Linked DNA regions of Mus musculus: region 1 is linked to region 2. Evidence: chromatin contacts called from public Hi-C data. All regions are on one chromosome and are shown on one strand. The core of a region is the stretch at or near the end of the contact, and the rest is flanking DNA. Distances in the headings are between cores, read along the strand shown.

Region 1 (7,840 bases), core at 2,084-4,583, 450 kb before region 2:
GAAATCAATACTGCGGCTTCCACCAGTCACGCTGAGGGATTAGCTGTCCCAAGGAAAAGCACAGACAGTTGAATAAGAGAATCATGACTCTGAATACCCTAACAGGTTTATGAACTGCACAGCAGCCTCTGGCCCTGATAACCTCCAGGTGGCCTGCAGAAAAAGGAGACTGTGAAAACATTCACTTAGCTTGCTCCCGCTTTGTATTAATGAGGTCAAGCAGTAGACCTCAGGGGGTCAACAGTGGTACTCGGAGGAACGACGGTAGAGGCCAGTAGGCAAGGATGACCATCTGGGCAAAGGCACTCAGAGGCTTTGAGCATCTTGCTGGGCTCAGTAGCCACATCCCCTAGGACATAGCTAGCAGAGAGAAAACAGATCTGGGGGAAAAAAAAACCAGAAAGGCAAAGGAGATGGTGCGGTGCTGCTCACCTGGAATCCCAGAGATTTGGGAGACCGAGACCTGAAGATGGTGTGTTGGAGGCCTGTCTAGTGTATGTAATAAGATCCTGTCTTCAAACAAAACAAAATGGCTTAAAAATGGCTGAGGAGATAGCTCAGTCTGTTGCATTTCATTAGCACAAGGACCAGAGTTCAGGTTCCCAGCATCGGTGGGTGGGAAAAGTCAAAGTCAGAAGTAGCTGTGTGTGTGTGTGTGTTGGGGTGGGGGGAGGGTGTCTGCGCACACGCATGCGCACACGTGCATAGCCGCAGCCCTAGGTGGTTGACTGGAGTGGGTGGACGAGACAGGCAGATCCCTGGAGCGTATCGATCAGGCAGCCTAGCAGAACCAGTGAGGTGCGGGTTGAGTGGGAGATTCTATCTCAATAATAAGGTGGAGAGCGATCAAGGAAAGGACCCCACTCGACCTCCAACTCCCGCATGCGCATGCGCATGTGCATGCGCACACAGAAAGCTAAGGAAGAAGAAAAGCAACAGCATCTTGGGCTGTCTGCTGTGTGCTGATAGACCCAGACAGTGGCAGGACTTCATAGTTTAAGAAAGCATGGGGAAGACAGACAGTGTGTCAGTGAGCCAAGGGAGGCCTATCCGTGGGAAGAATGCCAGGGAGCAGAAAGTGTCGGAATCACTTCGCCATCCTGATAAGCACTTGAGTAGAGGGGGCTCTTTCCAATAAGCCCAAACCTCTCGTATCTCCACACCCTTCAGTTTGTACCTAGAAGCTGAACCTCAGCTACCCCAAAGGCCTCGAATCTAAAGCACACATGCCTGGGATGAACACTGAAAAGCAAATGGAGCCAAAACCTTCGTGATGTCAGTTTTCATTCAAGGAGGAGTCACTCCGCAATCTATGGGCTTGAGCAAAGGGGGGATTGAAAGCTATTCTGTGTAAAATTCAAACAAATAAACAAAGAAATAACCCTACCTTTCTCTAAATTTCTAGGACCATTTAAGTCCTAATTGACTAATTCAGACAAAGATAATCACATCAATTAACTAGACAGCCATCTTGTCCTCCATAGACTCGGTCTCCCTTAGTTGTGTGCGAAAATCAGCAGCGCTGAAGGCTCCGCACCAAACCAAGGAGGTCACTGGTTTAGAGGGTGAATATGGTGACTCTGTAACAAGGTCAGTGGAAACCAACCAGGAAAAAGCAATTCACATAGCAGACACTGGCCTGACTTCCTGGGGAACACCTCCTTAGGGTGTTTGCTCTGTTCTTGTCCCAGTATGGACATCACTGACTCCAAAAGCGAGGAGCTCAGTCCTCTTGTCCATCAGACTCAGAAGCTCTGAGCTCAAAGAAGGGCCTTATCTTAGAGCTGTGCCCAGTCCTCAACCTTCCCAAGGCTATGACCCTTTAATACAGTCCTGAGTGTTATGGTGACACTTGCCTTCTCCCCTGCCCCCCTTCCCCGCAGCCACAAAATTATTTGTTGTAACTTCATAACTGCAATTTTGCTACTGTTGTGAATCTTAATGTAAATATCAGATATGCAGGATATCTGGTAGGCAACCCTCAGAGGGGTTGTGACTCACAGGCTGAGAACTACTACTGGCCTAGATGGTTGTTGTGAATTAAGAATCTTTGCTTCTCCTATGGAGCTGTAAACCCCTTCAACTCTTCGAGTACTTTCTCTAGCACCTTCATTGGAGACCTTGTGCTCTTTGAGCATCCACTTCTGTATTTGTCAGGCACTGGCAGAGCCTCTCAGGGGACAGCTATATCAGGCTTCTACCAGCAAGCACTTCTTGGTATCCACAGTAGTGCCTGGGTTTAGTGGTTGTATATAGGATGGATTCCCTAGGTGGGGCAGTCTCTGGCTGGTCATTCCTTCAGTCTCTGCTCCACACTTTGTCTCTGTAACTCCTTCCATGGGTATTTTGTTCCCCTTTTCTAGGAAGGATCGAAGTATACACACTGTGGTCTTCCTTCTTCTTGAGTTTCATGTGGTTTGTGAATTGTACCTTGAGTATTCCGAGCTTCTGGGCTAATACCCACTTATCAGTGAGTGCATATCATGTGTGTTCTTTTGTGATTGGGTTACTTCACTCAGGATGATATGTTCCAGATCCATCTATTTGCCTAAGAATCATACTAACCAGTACCTCCCAGAGCTCTCAGGGACTAAACCACCAACCAAAGAGTACACACGATGGGACTCATGGCCCCAGCTACATATGCAGCAGAGGATGGCCTAGTCGGTCATCAATGAGAGGAGAGGCCCTTGGTCCTGTGAAGGCTTTATGCCCCAGTGTAGGGGAATGCCAGGGCCAGGAAGCAGGAGTGGGTGGGTTGGGGAGCAGGGGGAGGGGGAAAGGGAAAAGGGGAGAGGACTTAGGGAGGGAAACCAGGAAAGGGGATAACATTTGACATGTAAATAAAGAAAATATCTAATAAAATAAAATAAAATAAAGAATCTTTGCACCCAGAACTGGTAAGCCCATATTGTGTGCCCAGGGCTGATGTAAAGCAGGAGAAACACCAATCAAATTGGCAGGGATCATGAGATGCAGCCCTTTTTTTTCTATACTCCAGGACAATGGTGAGCCTAGCTTAGCTGGCTTTGCCTTAGTATATTTTCCAATCTGGATGGTTACACGTACCCCTGAAGGTCTTGCATGTATTCCCATGTGCCTGTGTGCACCTGGCTTTGCTTTTGCACGGACTCAGGGCTTATCTGCCATGTCTGGGCCAGTGGGTTCGGTTTTCCTTTGTGTGAACATTCATCTGCCTGGGCCCATCCCCCTCCGGCCTCTCCCCCACACATTAACCTCAAATCTCAGCGCATGCTCCAGGGTCTTGCCTGCGTTGGCTGCTCCTGGGCTCGCAGCATCCCTGCCCCCTTCCCTCAGCCCTCTTATCTAAAGCAGCATGTCACTGCAATTTTATGGTCAACATTACAGACTCAAGCCCTCCTTTGAACCAATCGCACTGCACTGAATATGTTAAGGGAATCCAGGCTTTCTGAAAGGAGCCTGCTTCCTAAGCCCTACTGCCTGACCTCTCTGGGGCTGCCTCCATAAATCTGCCTCACCTGATGGGAGATGGGCTTTTTAGGATCTCTCGGGGTGCTTTGAGGCAGCAGTTCTATGAACTCCTTGCCACAATAAATAATGCTACCTGCAATATGTCTTTGAGAGTGTGTCAGTGGCGGCTGTCCTGCCATGCATTTTTAGCATTGTGCCGCCTGGAAGATAGATTCCAGATTCAGCATTTGCTCGCACTTAGTGCCAGATCCCTTTACCCTTTTGCCCCAGTGGAGTGACAGAGACCACAAATAAAATAAAATAAAATAAAATAAAATAAAATAAAATAAAATAAAAATAAAACGAGGGGGAAGAAAAAGCAGCCTAGGAAAAATGATACAAGAAGAGGGAAAGAGTCACACATACACTAGTGACTACCTGGTAATCTGATGGCAGAGGCTAGGCTGGACAGAGGAGGAGGCTGTATGGGGGTGTGGGGGTGGGGGTGGGGAGGAGTAGGTCTGGATTTCTCAGGAAGGAAGCAATGGACCTGGAGTAGCTAGAGAAGAGGCTGTTCTACCAGGCAGAGTGCCCGGGTAAGAGGAAAGCCCACGTGTAGATCTACCATCTATCATGAAGTACAGAGGCTCACAACTCTTTGCATGTAAGCACATTGGTGGCCATTACATTGGGTAGATTCTAGATAATTGGTCCAATGACATGGAGCAACGGATTTGGAAACAGCCCAGGGACAGCATCCGGGGGCACTGCTGTGTTCTAGAAGCTCAAGACAATAAAGGAAGTCACGGACTGCAGCTTAGAAAGAGCAATCAGCCTCCCCTGCCCCAAATGGCCCTGCCTCGCGCATCTCCACACAACTGGAAATGAGAGTCCGTGCAGTCGGGTGAGTTTTCCTAGTTACCATCTCTGCAACTTGAGCTCGCCGGCAGTGCTAAAGCCAACATTCACCACTGCGGTGCCCGAGAATTTCCGATCCTTTGAAATGCCCCGAGTCCCAGGAAGTTTCTGCATTAATAACTTTGCCAGCCTGTATCTATTACGGCGGGAGAGAGCCCAGGAAAGGAAGAAAGCAGAGATGGCTTTGATATGTTAACATCGCCCAACGGTAGATGCTTTCATTTTACATACTGCATCCTCTTTTAGAGGTGATAAAATCCAACAATGCCCAGGCCTGGCTTCTGTGTGTACTGAGATCCACTCAAACCCTGCCTGATAAGAGAGCCCAGGACTGCAGCAGATTCCTGGACCCGAGTTTCAGGACGATACCCACAGGAGTCACCTAGGGATCTGATGGGGCAGAGTCTGGTTCAGGCAGTCTGACCTGGGCCTGAGCTGCTGCTGCCACTGCTGCCTGAACTACTATACTGAATGGGTTTAGGGACCACAGACTTTTTACTGTGCACAGCATTGCTCTTGTCAAATGGCAGTGGATACTTCAACCCTGAGGGAAACCCAGGGTGTTCTTTTCATCCTTTATATTGTGTCCTAGTTATTCATATATTTAAAAAACCCACACATGCATCAAAACTATATAAAAATGACAAAACTTTCAATATTTCTTCTTTCTTTTTCTTCCTTCCTTTCTTCCTTCCTTTCTTTTTCCCTTTCTTTCTTTCTTTCTTTCTTTCTTTCTTTCTTTCTTTCTTTCTTTCTTTTTTTTAAGATAGAGTTTCTCTGGGTAGCCCTGGATGTGTTAGAACTCACTCTGTAGACAAGGCTGGACTCAAACTCAGAGGTCCACGTGCCTCTACTTCTCAAGTGTGCCACAATCTACTCGAGAGTGCCACCGTACCTGGCCACATGTGGTGGTTTGGATGATAAATATCCTCTTAGCCTTGGACATTTGAATGCTTGGTCACCAGTTGATGGCACTGTTTTGAGAAGTTTAGGAGGTATGTGACCTTTCTGGAGGATGCATGCCACTGGGAGTGGGTTTTGAGAGCTTAAAGGTTTTTTTTTTTCTTTGTCATTTTGTGTTTATTCTTTCTGGTTTTAGTTTAAAGTATGAGCTCTTAGCTTGCCGATCGGTTGCTTTGCTTGCCCGTTCCAACCCTTTCCTGCCACGATGGTGATGACAAATTTACCCCGCTGGAGCTGTAAGGACTTCTTTAAGTTGTCTTGGGCATGGTGTTTCGTTACAGCAACAGAAAAGTAACTGATCACATAACACAGAGTTAAGCCCAGTGTCCCTAAATGGAGTGCATCACCGCAGTAGAAGACAATGGACAAGAGTGTCCTTGAGATTCCTCATGAATGGCTTTGCGTCCACTGGCCTTCTGGCCTTGGGAATCATTGACTGCTAGGTTGTCTCAGGTTTGTTTATGCAGAAACACTTTGAGTTGGGGCTCAGGAGATGGATCAGTTGGTAAAATGCTTTGGTCCCAGGCGTGAGGACCTGAGTTCCATCCCCACAACCTATATGAAGAAAAACAACAAAAGCCCAGCTTTGACAGCATACGCCTGTAGCCCTGGTGCTGAGGAGGCAGAGACAAGGGAATCCCTGGGGCTCTTTAGCCAGCTGAACTAGGCTACTTGGTAAGCTCCAGGCTGGTGAGAGATTCTGTCTTAAGAACAAAACAAAACAGAAAAATGCACACAAGCCTACACACACACACACACACACACACACACACACACACACACACACTACCTTGAGTCACCGAGAGTCAATGTTACAACCTCTTTTTATTTCAGTTTTCTGGGTAATGTGACTCATTTCCAACTCTGGTCATCCTGGAGGGGAACACGGTAGAGTCAGGTTTACAAGAAATTTGCATTGATCCAGCCGTGGAGCGTCAGTGATGAGTGCGCCATGAATGGGAACCATGGGTTTATCTAACACACACCAGTTTAATCTCTGACATACTAAGAGTGCAAGCTAAGAGTAGCAACCCAGTGCAGAGGTAACAGGGCCCTTGCCGATGTGTTTTTGACACACAAGGCCCCTCACAGTTCATGTTGTCGTTGGAGCAAAGATACTCGGTAGCTTCTGGGAGATCTGGATGACTTGAAACCAAGGAGCTGAGAATGTCACCAGCCCTGGCAGTGAGATCATCTGAGGCCAAGCCTCATCCTTATGAGCTCTCCTTTGTAAACTGGGCTCTCTGCCTGCTGAATACCTTTCAAAAACAGACCTTCTCGCCTAATTGCCTGGGCTGACCTATATTTAGAAACCTGAAATGTGCTGGTGTCTGGAGGAGCCAGAAAGATGCTGGAGTTAATCAGCAAATCAATCCGAGCTGACCCTTCGAGGACACCACGCTCCGAAGGTTGTTGGTCAAGGAGCTTTTGGAGACTGGACTTAAAAGAACTCTCTGGTTTCCCTGAAACTGGGAAAGGAAAAAGAAAAAAAAAAAAAAAAAAAAAAAAAAAAAGCTCTGCTACTTTCTGCAGGGATATATTCTCGGAAGAAAATTGGGTCTGTTCTAGAACAGCACTGGCAATTTCTCATGCCATGACCAAGGTCAACGTTGACTTGGTTTTGCTTCGGCATACTCCCTTGGGCTATCTCATGGCTACCAACAGCCATAAAGACCACAGATGGGGAGGCCAACCCAGAGCCACTTCCTCAAGGGGCACTTGTACTTCAGGGCCTTTCTTTGTGCCCTTTCTCTATCTTATTCGCCTTTCCCTCTCTCTTGATAGCCTTTAATCTCTTGGTATTATGGACTGTAAGTTTGTAGTTTAAATCTCCTCTTTTTTAAAAAAAAATTCTGGGTTCTGATTAGGATAATTTTATAAAAGTTCAGAATTTAAAAAGTTTGCTGGCTACTCCAAACAGCATTAGACATTGCTTTCAGTTTACTCGAGCAGCGGGGGTAACCATTCAGAAAAGGGCATTGGTGCCTCGCATGTGAGCAGTCTCAGGAACCCCCCACACTTACCTGTGCTCACTTCAGTATTGAATGGCTTTCCTGGGTTCACATGTTGGTTTGGCTGTGACTGCTAAGGATGTGAAGAACTAACCAGGAGAATGGTACCCAGAAGGGTTAGAGAACCCGGCAGAAAATATTTACCACCTAGATAAACCATAAGAAAAGCAGGTAGATATTTTTGCTTGTTTTTGAGATTTATTATTATTGAGATTATTGAGGACTTAAATTCCAAGCTAATTTTAAGGTTACGTTAAGCTATCAGGGCTGTACACATACGTATTTTTCATTTTCACAGTGACTGTTGTACAAGTAAGCTAGGAATAAGGGAAATTAAATAAAGTACAGAAAAAAAAGTCATTGTCAAGTTTTTATCGAGTATTTGCAGACAAATTTCTGAGAGACACACATTGTTGTCTTCAGGAAAGTTTGCATCCAGACTGACTAGATGAGCCATAGTTGCTAAAACAGAAATGCACAGAAGGTAGAACACAGAACGGGAAGACACAAGACGA
Region 2 (7,760 bases), core at 131-2,630:
TGGCTTACTGACTGCCAAGCCCCAGAAATGAACCTTCTGTGTGTAGACAAGCGCATGGGCACACACACACCAGCACTAAGGTTAGAGGCATGTGTAGCCATATCCCAGCTTCTTACACAAATGCTGGATATCTAAACTAAGGCCCTCATGCTCAGACAGCAAGTATTCTTACTCACTGAGCGATCTTCCCTTCCTGGGGATTCATACTTTCAACAAAGCCCACTCTGGTGGTGTGCAGATCATGCTTGGGAACGCCTTGCTCGCATCTTGCAAGTACCAGTTAGTGAGAACAAAAGAGTAGGTAGGTGCTCTAAACAGTGTGAGATTCTAAATCATTGTCTTTAGTGGCGGGAGAGGGGGGCGCTTGGGAGGGCGGGGGAGGCTTTCAAAGCACCAGGCAGGCAGTCACTGGAGCTCCCAGAACCCTGGTAATGTGATCAGCATGCATTTAGCTTGCAAACCATCTCGTTTACAGATGGACAAATGCCAGGCGATAAATCAGTGGCAGGGCCCACATAAAAAAAAAACCAAAATTCCAGGCTCCCTAATACCACCATCCAGGTGTGTGCTGACCTATGTCGGCCAATGGGCCATTCTTCATAATATTAAATAATAGCATGTGCTGCCTGCAGGTGATTTTGAGTGGCATCGTGATATATCCCACCGGCATCACAAAAGCAGATGGCTTTCATAGCCATAGATACTCAAGATCTGCTCTATCTATGTACCCACCTTTATTTCAGGCCATTAAAGGGGGCCTCAAGAAATGTAACATCAATATGGGGGGGGGGAAGGCTTCTCTTTCCTGGAGGAGAACAGGGGGTGACCATGTGAGCACAGTGCCATCTCAATAAGCACGCCAAGAAAAATCCCACGGAAATATCTGGGCGGCAATAAACGTGATCTTATCTCAACACTGAAATGGAAAAAGGAGCTGGTCCCCCTAAATCACAGGAGTAATGTGCGGTGGAAAAAGAAAAGGACAACTGTGGACAAACTCAGAGAAGAAAGTTTTATTAATTCTAAATATGCCTTTCCCCCACTGGGTTTACACTAGCATTCCCCCTAATGGGATCCAGATGTTCCGCCAGCCTGGAAGTAGCTACCTAGGAGAAAACAGTAGCTCGCCTCCTTTAAGTTAAAAGGGCGAAATCGTGGCGCTACAGGCTGATTTACAGTTTAGTTCAATCAGCGCCCACAGCACGGAGGGATGGAGAACTGTGGACCGTGGATGAAGGCGAAAGCCCGCCTTGGAAAAGGCTGGCGGCTCAAGAGTTAATGCCAACCTTTCCTGTGAATGCAGCCCTCTGTGTAGTAGCTAATGAAGGTAATGAAATATGACATGTAGTTTGGCCCTTGACCATGGAGTGCACCCCCCGCCCCTCGGCGCTGCGAACAAAGCCAAAACAGATGTAGCGACTTCTGTATGGTTTGGGGTTGGCGTCTGTTACACAGACCAGGTGACCCGCACATTCCCAGAATGTTCACTTCTGACACACGCGGCATTATCTGAGAAGATGCTGCCTTTGTCTGTGAAGTGCGAAGGGGAAGCGAGAGACGGAGGGGTGCAGCTGAGGGGGTGGGGGCAGGGGTGGGGACGGGGTGAGGGTGGAAGCTGAGCTTCCAGGGATGTTCAGCCAAACTCCTGCCCTCTATGCCCTGGTTCTCCTCATTCACTGTGAACTGGAAAAACAACAACAACAACAAATTCTTTCTTGGAGGCAAGGGGGTAGCCTGGCAAATGTGGAATTTGCAGAAAATCTCCTCCGTGCCTTTACTTCTCTCTCCAAAGCAAGGCCCAGGGAATGAGACCCAGGGATGGGAACTAATTGCTGAAGCTACTTGGGCTGGTCACTCTAGTACAAGGACAGAGCAGCCAGCCACTCCTCAGCAAAGGCCGTCCGTATGTCCATATTTCAGGTTTCGTATTTCAGGTTCCCATGCAGACCAAATGGCCGAAATAAAAGCACAGTTCTGGTGACTAAAACCACAGCGCTGGGCTCTGAGGAAATACTAATTGTAGTTGTCATGCTGTCTGGCTTCTTCACTCTTGAGGACCACTGGATAAGGTGGCTGTGTGATGTTTCCCCCACCCCCCCAAGGGATCTTAAGTAATTTTTTTTTTAAAGAACATATCATCAAATCTTGGCCTAAATATAGCATCTTTGTTGGTTTCCCCCCACCCCCAAAGGGATCAGACCTTTGGCAAAGTTAGAGAGAAAGAGAGGAACAGGGAGAAAGAAGAGGAGGGGGAGCCTTGGCAAGTGGGAGCCTGTTCCCAATGTTATTTATTATCTTCAGCAGACACTGACATGTGGCTTTTGAAAGCGGATACTGTACCTTTAACCTTGACTCCAAAAGCATGCTTAATCTGTGATGCAAACCGAGGTTCCAAACTGGAGAGCCTTGGGGTAGTGGCTGGGGGGTGGGGGTGGGGGGGCGGGGGATGGGGGTGTGGCTAGATTTATTTATGAGGCGCGTGGAAAATTTTGACATCACAAGCTATGGCCATTATTCACATGTTACATGACACAAGATTGGCCCTTTTAACGCAGCAACATCACATAAAAATATGATTTTTGTCCTGTGACGGCAGGCTGATCATATAGTGCTCACCTACCTACCCAATGAAATGTAATCTCTTTAGGTCAAAGGCCCCAAGAAAGTGATTCAACTGGGTGGCTCCAGTCTTCCATCAGACTCTAGGAAAACTAAATTCGGATGAGGCTCGATGAGGAACTCAAATTGTAGGAGGGTGTGGATAGATCGCTGAATGGAACAGAGAACATTCTGGAACAGCCCACGAGGCTATCACAGGGCCCTCTCAGCACAGCTCTCCACAGTTGCTCACTGATATAGATCTCATTACAGATGGTTGTGAGCCACCATGTGGTTGCTGGGATTTGAACTCTGGACCTTCGGGTGCTCTTACCCACTGAGCCATCTCACCAGCCCAATGCCAGACTTCTAAATTCTTTTTTTTTTTTCTTTTCTTCAATGGGAAGGTTGGGAGCCAGATAACCCAGGCAGATGCAATAAGAACCCCCAAATGCTAAAAGGTTACATGGCACTGCTGTCCACACAGCAGTGTGTCAGTAAATTTTCCTTCTGTCACAGAAGCACCATTAGGTCATAAGCATCGGTAGGTTGTCACTACTGTACCTCAACAACCACACCCAGGGTTCAGGGCCAACTTCTATAGGGAAGGGATATAGGGAAGGAATTGGTGGGGACCCCAAGAGGCTCCCAATTTTACAAAGCATTCACTAAGATACACTTCAGCCCAAATCCCAACCATGCAAAAGCACACTGCTAATTAAGAAACCAAGAAAAAAAAATCAGGGATAGAGAATAAAAGACATTCAACACTTTCATGTGGCAAAGTCCCCTACTCAAAACGTTCTTCTTCCCATAATTGTATTTATGACACATGGCAATCCTGGTGTAGGTATATGAAGCCCACATTGCAGTTGAGACAACTAATGGTCTAAAACAATGGCTTATCCAGAGCTGGAGAGATGGCTCTGTGATTAAGAGCACTGGCTACTCTTACAGAGGATCCAGATTCAGTTGCCAGTACCCACATGGCCACTCAATCTGTAACACCAGCCCCAGGAGGATCTGCTGCCCTCTTCTGGCCTCTGCAGGCACTGCACATACATAGCACACATACATAAATACAGGCAAACTGAGGTCATATATATGTAAGAGGCTTCGTAGGTTCTGAAGCTTCAGTTGTAACAGCTTTTAACATTTTCTCTTTATCTAATTATTCTGTCTCTCCCATGCACAGAGAAGCAGCTACCTCGTTTAAACATAGGTGGTGTGTGACCTGGAAGTCTCTGAGGTCATACATCTCATATCTAAGCCTGTGCCTTTCAAGTTAGACTAACACCAAGGTTCTTTAAGTCCAGTGTCTAGTAAGGGAGGAAATACCTCTTCACAAAATAATAGCTTGGGGCTAGAGAAGTAGGTCACTCGTTACAATGTGAGCCCTGAAAGATGGAAACCTGAGATAACCAATACCCAGGTAAAAAGCCCGGTGTGGTTTCTCTAGCTTGCAATCCAGGACGAGGGAGGAGGAGGAGAAGAGTGGAGTACTGGAGCTGGTGGCCAGCCAAGCCTAGTGACAAATTCCAGAGCAGTGAGAGACCCTGTCTCAAAATCCAAAGTGGAATAACACTGAGTCTGTTCTTGGGCATGCGAACACGTGTGCCTCCTGCACCCATACCTACACATTCTCAAATTATATATATATATACATATATCCAGACTCTGAAATTCCTGCCTCCTTGTTCTGTTCACAAACACACCCAGGATAGATGCTTGCATTTCCATTACCAACAGAGCAGCACACTTCCAAAGAGCAACTTGATGAGCAGGGTAGGTACTGGCTGGAGGACGTACACACTCAAGGATGAATGGCCTATGTGTCATGAGCTGCTGCTCAAGGGGCAGCAGGAATGGGGAGAGGTCGCAGGCTCTGACCCAGCGGGGAGTCTGGAAGGCAGGTCATGTGCCCTGAGCATCTGGCTCTGATACACATGCCAAGAAAACTCAATCCAGAGTCCAAAAGATTTTTCACAACTTTGCTTTCTTTAGGAACGCAGAGCTTAAGCAGAGCCAACTCATTCCCTTTATTTAAAGGATCTGTTAACTGCTAACTGCAAAGAAAGACAGGCTGCAGAACAGCTTGTATTGCCATGTTCAGGGCTAAGATCAGAGAAACAATCTCTAACAAGTAGCAAACTGCAGTCTGTGTTTCCTGTCTGCTGCATGGAAGGAAATAGGGCCGTGGTTGGTAACGAACTACAGGAATAGTGGAGTGTGGTGGCGCACACCTTTAATGGAGGCAGAGGCAGGGGGATCTCTGAGAGTTTGAGGCTAGCCTGGTCTACATAGTGAGTTCAAACCTTCTAGGGCCATGCAGTAAGATTCTGTCTCAAAACAAGGAAAAGAGAATAGGAAATCCAGCTATACTTTCAAAATCCTAGTTATATGGCTGAGAGAGGGTGGGGAGGGAAGAGGGAGAAGGAGAGAGGAAGAGAGAGAGGGAGGGAGAGAGGGAGGGGGAGAGAGGGAGGGAGAGAAAGAGAGAGAGAATATGAATCAGTAGGTAAAGTCAATGATTTCAAATCCCTAGAAGCCACATAAAGCCAGTCCAGTAGTACAGGCCAGTGTTCCTACAAATAGATGGGAGATGGACAGAAGAGACTCTTCCTAGTGTATACGCCAGCTAACCTGGCCTACACAGTTTTGAACAAAAGACCCTGTATCAAACAAGATAGATGGCAAGGACTCACATCCCAGGTTGTCCTCTGACTGAGACTCACTCTGGGAGATACTCACATCCACAGTCATACACAGGAATGTGCAGGCATGTATTCACACACATACACACTAAGGTTCTTCTTTTAAAATTGTGGTCATGCCCATTAAGATCATCAAGGTGCGCCAAGCATTCTGTAAGAGATCCCAAAGAGGACAGATCACAGCCACTTCTGTCTCCAGAATAATCTCTTCCTTGCTTTCATATCAAACACTAATCCTCCCTAACTTAGGACTTCGGGCAGAACTTCTTTTCCTGAAAGCAGACACTGAAGAGTATGCACTACAAGGCCTTTCTGGGCATAGCTGAACCACAGTGCTGCGTAGACATTGCAGGGGGTGAGGGGGACCCCCTCCTACATCCTGTAGGGTTCTGCAGCGTGATGCCAATATATAGGTTGGACTTGATGTGGCTGCCTCTTTTCTGCTTCAACAAAGTCAGCAAATCCACGGGATTCAACCTAATCCATCTGCAGTCTGGTAAACAGATAACACCCAACCCTCACCTGAACTGGCAAAGGAGAAGCGGGAGATCTTTGTGGGTTGTTTCTAAGGGAATGACTTAGTTACATAATGCCATTGTCTCATTCTGATCTAATTTTTGACATCTTTTATAAATGTAAATGGAAGCATTATTATTTTTATTATTTACATTCGGAAACAATTTAAAATATATAGTATAAAATATGACCAGAGCCAATCAACCTTTGACCTGACCACTGTCGATTGGGAGATAAAGATAAAATTTCAGACAAAGGTACTGAGAACTCTAGATGCCCTGACAGTGTGAGGAAGTAACGTGGCTGGTAGCAAAGAAACTAACTAACCTTATCATATTCCTGTTGTTGCCTCTTACCACCAAGCATCCAAGGAAAATGGCCCAGGCAGTGGGAAATTACAGTTTTCCAATAAGAGAGACCAACCATAGCTCTGCAGTTCCCACTTGGGAATGAACATGTTGTCACTGAAGAAGAGAAATGGCAGCAGGCTCCAAAAAATTCACCCAGTTCCACAGGAAGGAGGAAAGGCTCTAACACTGCCATAAGCCGTAGAGTAACTCAAAAAAAAAAAAAAAAAAAAAAAAAAGGCTGTGGTTGTCTCCACATAGCCTAGTAATTGGAGTGCAAGGCAGGGCATCTGCAGGTCGAGGTCAGCTGGAGGTCACGGCACCTCTGCAGATGGGTTCCATAATAGCCCAGATAATGCATGCTTCAGGGAGAGAGCAGGGGCAGTCACATAAAGAGATAGTAAAGGGGACCCAAAACCAGCTTATGCCTGGTTCATGAAATTCTGTGAATAATTTTAACCCCTGCGTTACTAGCACTGTCATGTGACCTTGAGTGCCGAATAGTTTCTAGGATAAGAAATGAGACATGTTAAACAACAACAGCAACAACTAAATGAGGGCCACATTACAGCTGGCCAGTTACAGGTGAGTCCTAGCAGCCAACAGGGATGGAGAATTGACCCAAATTTCAGAGAACGAGGTGAACGGTTGGCCTCATGATCTGTCCCCTAAGGCCACAGCCTCTGTCAACAGTGTTTCCAGAACAGGAGACAGTAACAAAACACTGGGGCCCACCAAGAGCTACTGGGTCAATGTGTAGCAGTGTCGACAAAAAGCAAAAGGTGATTTCTTCAGCGTCTGAGGCCCAAGAGACATAGCTCAGTTGATGGAGTTCTTTGCCTAAAACAAACAGGACCTTGGATTCGAGCCCCAGTACTAAATGAAACCATACGTAGTGGCCTGTGTCTGTCATGCAGTCCTCAGTAGGTAGAGGCAGGAGGACCAGGGAACGTTCCATGTTCCCTCAGCCCTATATGAAGAGATACTGATGGTCAATGGTGACCATCCTGCTAAGAGAGAGAGAGAGAGAGGGAGAGAGAGAGAGAGAGAGAGAGAAGGCATTGGTTTCCTCCAGAGACAACCACCCAACACTGCAGAATCATCTTCTAAAGACAAAATATCCTTCGTAGGCTGCTCGGGGATGGGGGCAGCTTGAGATGGCAGAGGGCACAGCTGAGAGGAAAAGAGGAAGGCTGGCTAGAAGGAAATGTGTCATAACTAGGTTAGGAGCATGTGAGGCAAGAAGAAATGAAGGAGAGAGAAGAAAGGGTCCCAGGTGATAAGAAGCAGGAACTTGGGCTATAAAAGGAAGCAAATGAAGATTTATGTATTCTCCTGTCTGCTCAAAACTTCAGTAACCTATACACACACAGAGGGACACACACACAGAGACTCACACACATAAACACACACACTGACACATACCACACAAACGGACACACACAGAGACAGACACACACAGACACCACATACACACACCAGATACCACATACACACAGAGAGAGACACATACATACACCACACACATAGACACATAAACACATCACACACACACACACACACACACACATCACACACCACACAT

Evidence for each region. Hi-C and Micro-C count contacts between places; a contact is called where the count stands out from the background.
Region 1: a Hi-C map of the N1E-115 cell line shows a contact between it and region 2, with 3 times the contacts expected there. The contact joins two enhancer-like sites. A contact is called at or near these places in 1 of 484 Hi-C or Micro-C datasets (the N1E-115 cell line), 3 of 115 datasets of contacts at active chromatin or transcription factors (differentiating embryonic stem cells and embryonic stem cells) and 2 of 9 other capture datasets (embryonic tail and embryonic trunk).

The regions. Positions count from the first base shown.
Region 1 is chr8:108,477,059-108,484,898 of GRCm38.p6, reverse strand. It overlaps a transcript of Zfhx3 not described here. Among named protein-coding and RNA genes, the nearest start is that of Gm39243, 8.7 kb to the right of the region's middle. Within about 2 kb of position 3,333, at least 34 of the 459 cell types and tissues checked have an H3K27ac peak or open chromatin away from gene starts, as enhancers often do. A contact at or near this core is called in the N1E-115 cell line, where this site is marked.
Region 2 is chr8:108,021,316-108,029,075 of GRCm38.p6, reverse strand. No RefSeq gene overlaps it. Among named protein-coding and RNA genes, the nearest start is that of Gm39242, 190 kb to the right of the region's middle. Within about 2 kb of position 1,380, at least 36 of the 459 cell types and tissues checked have an H3K27ac peak or open chromatin away from gene starts, as enhancers often do. A contact at or near this core is called in the N1E-115 cell line, where this site is marked.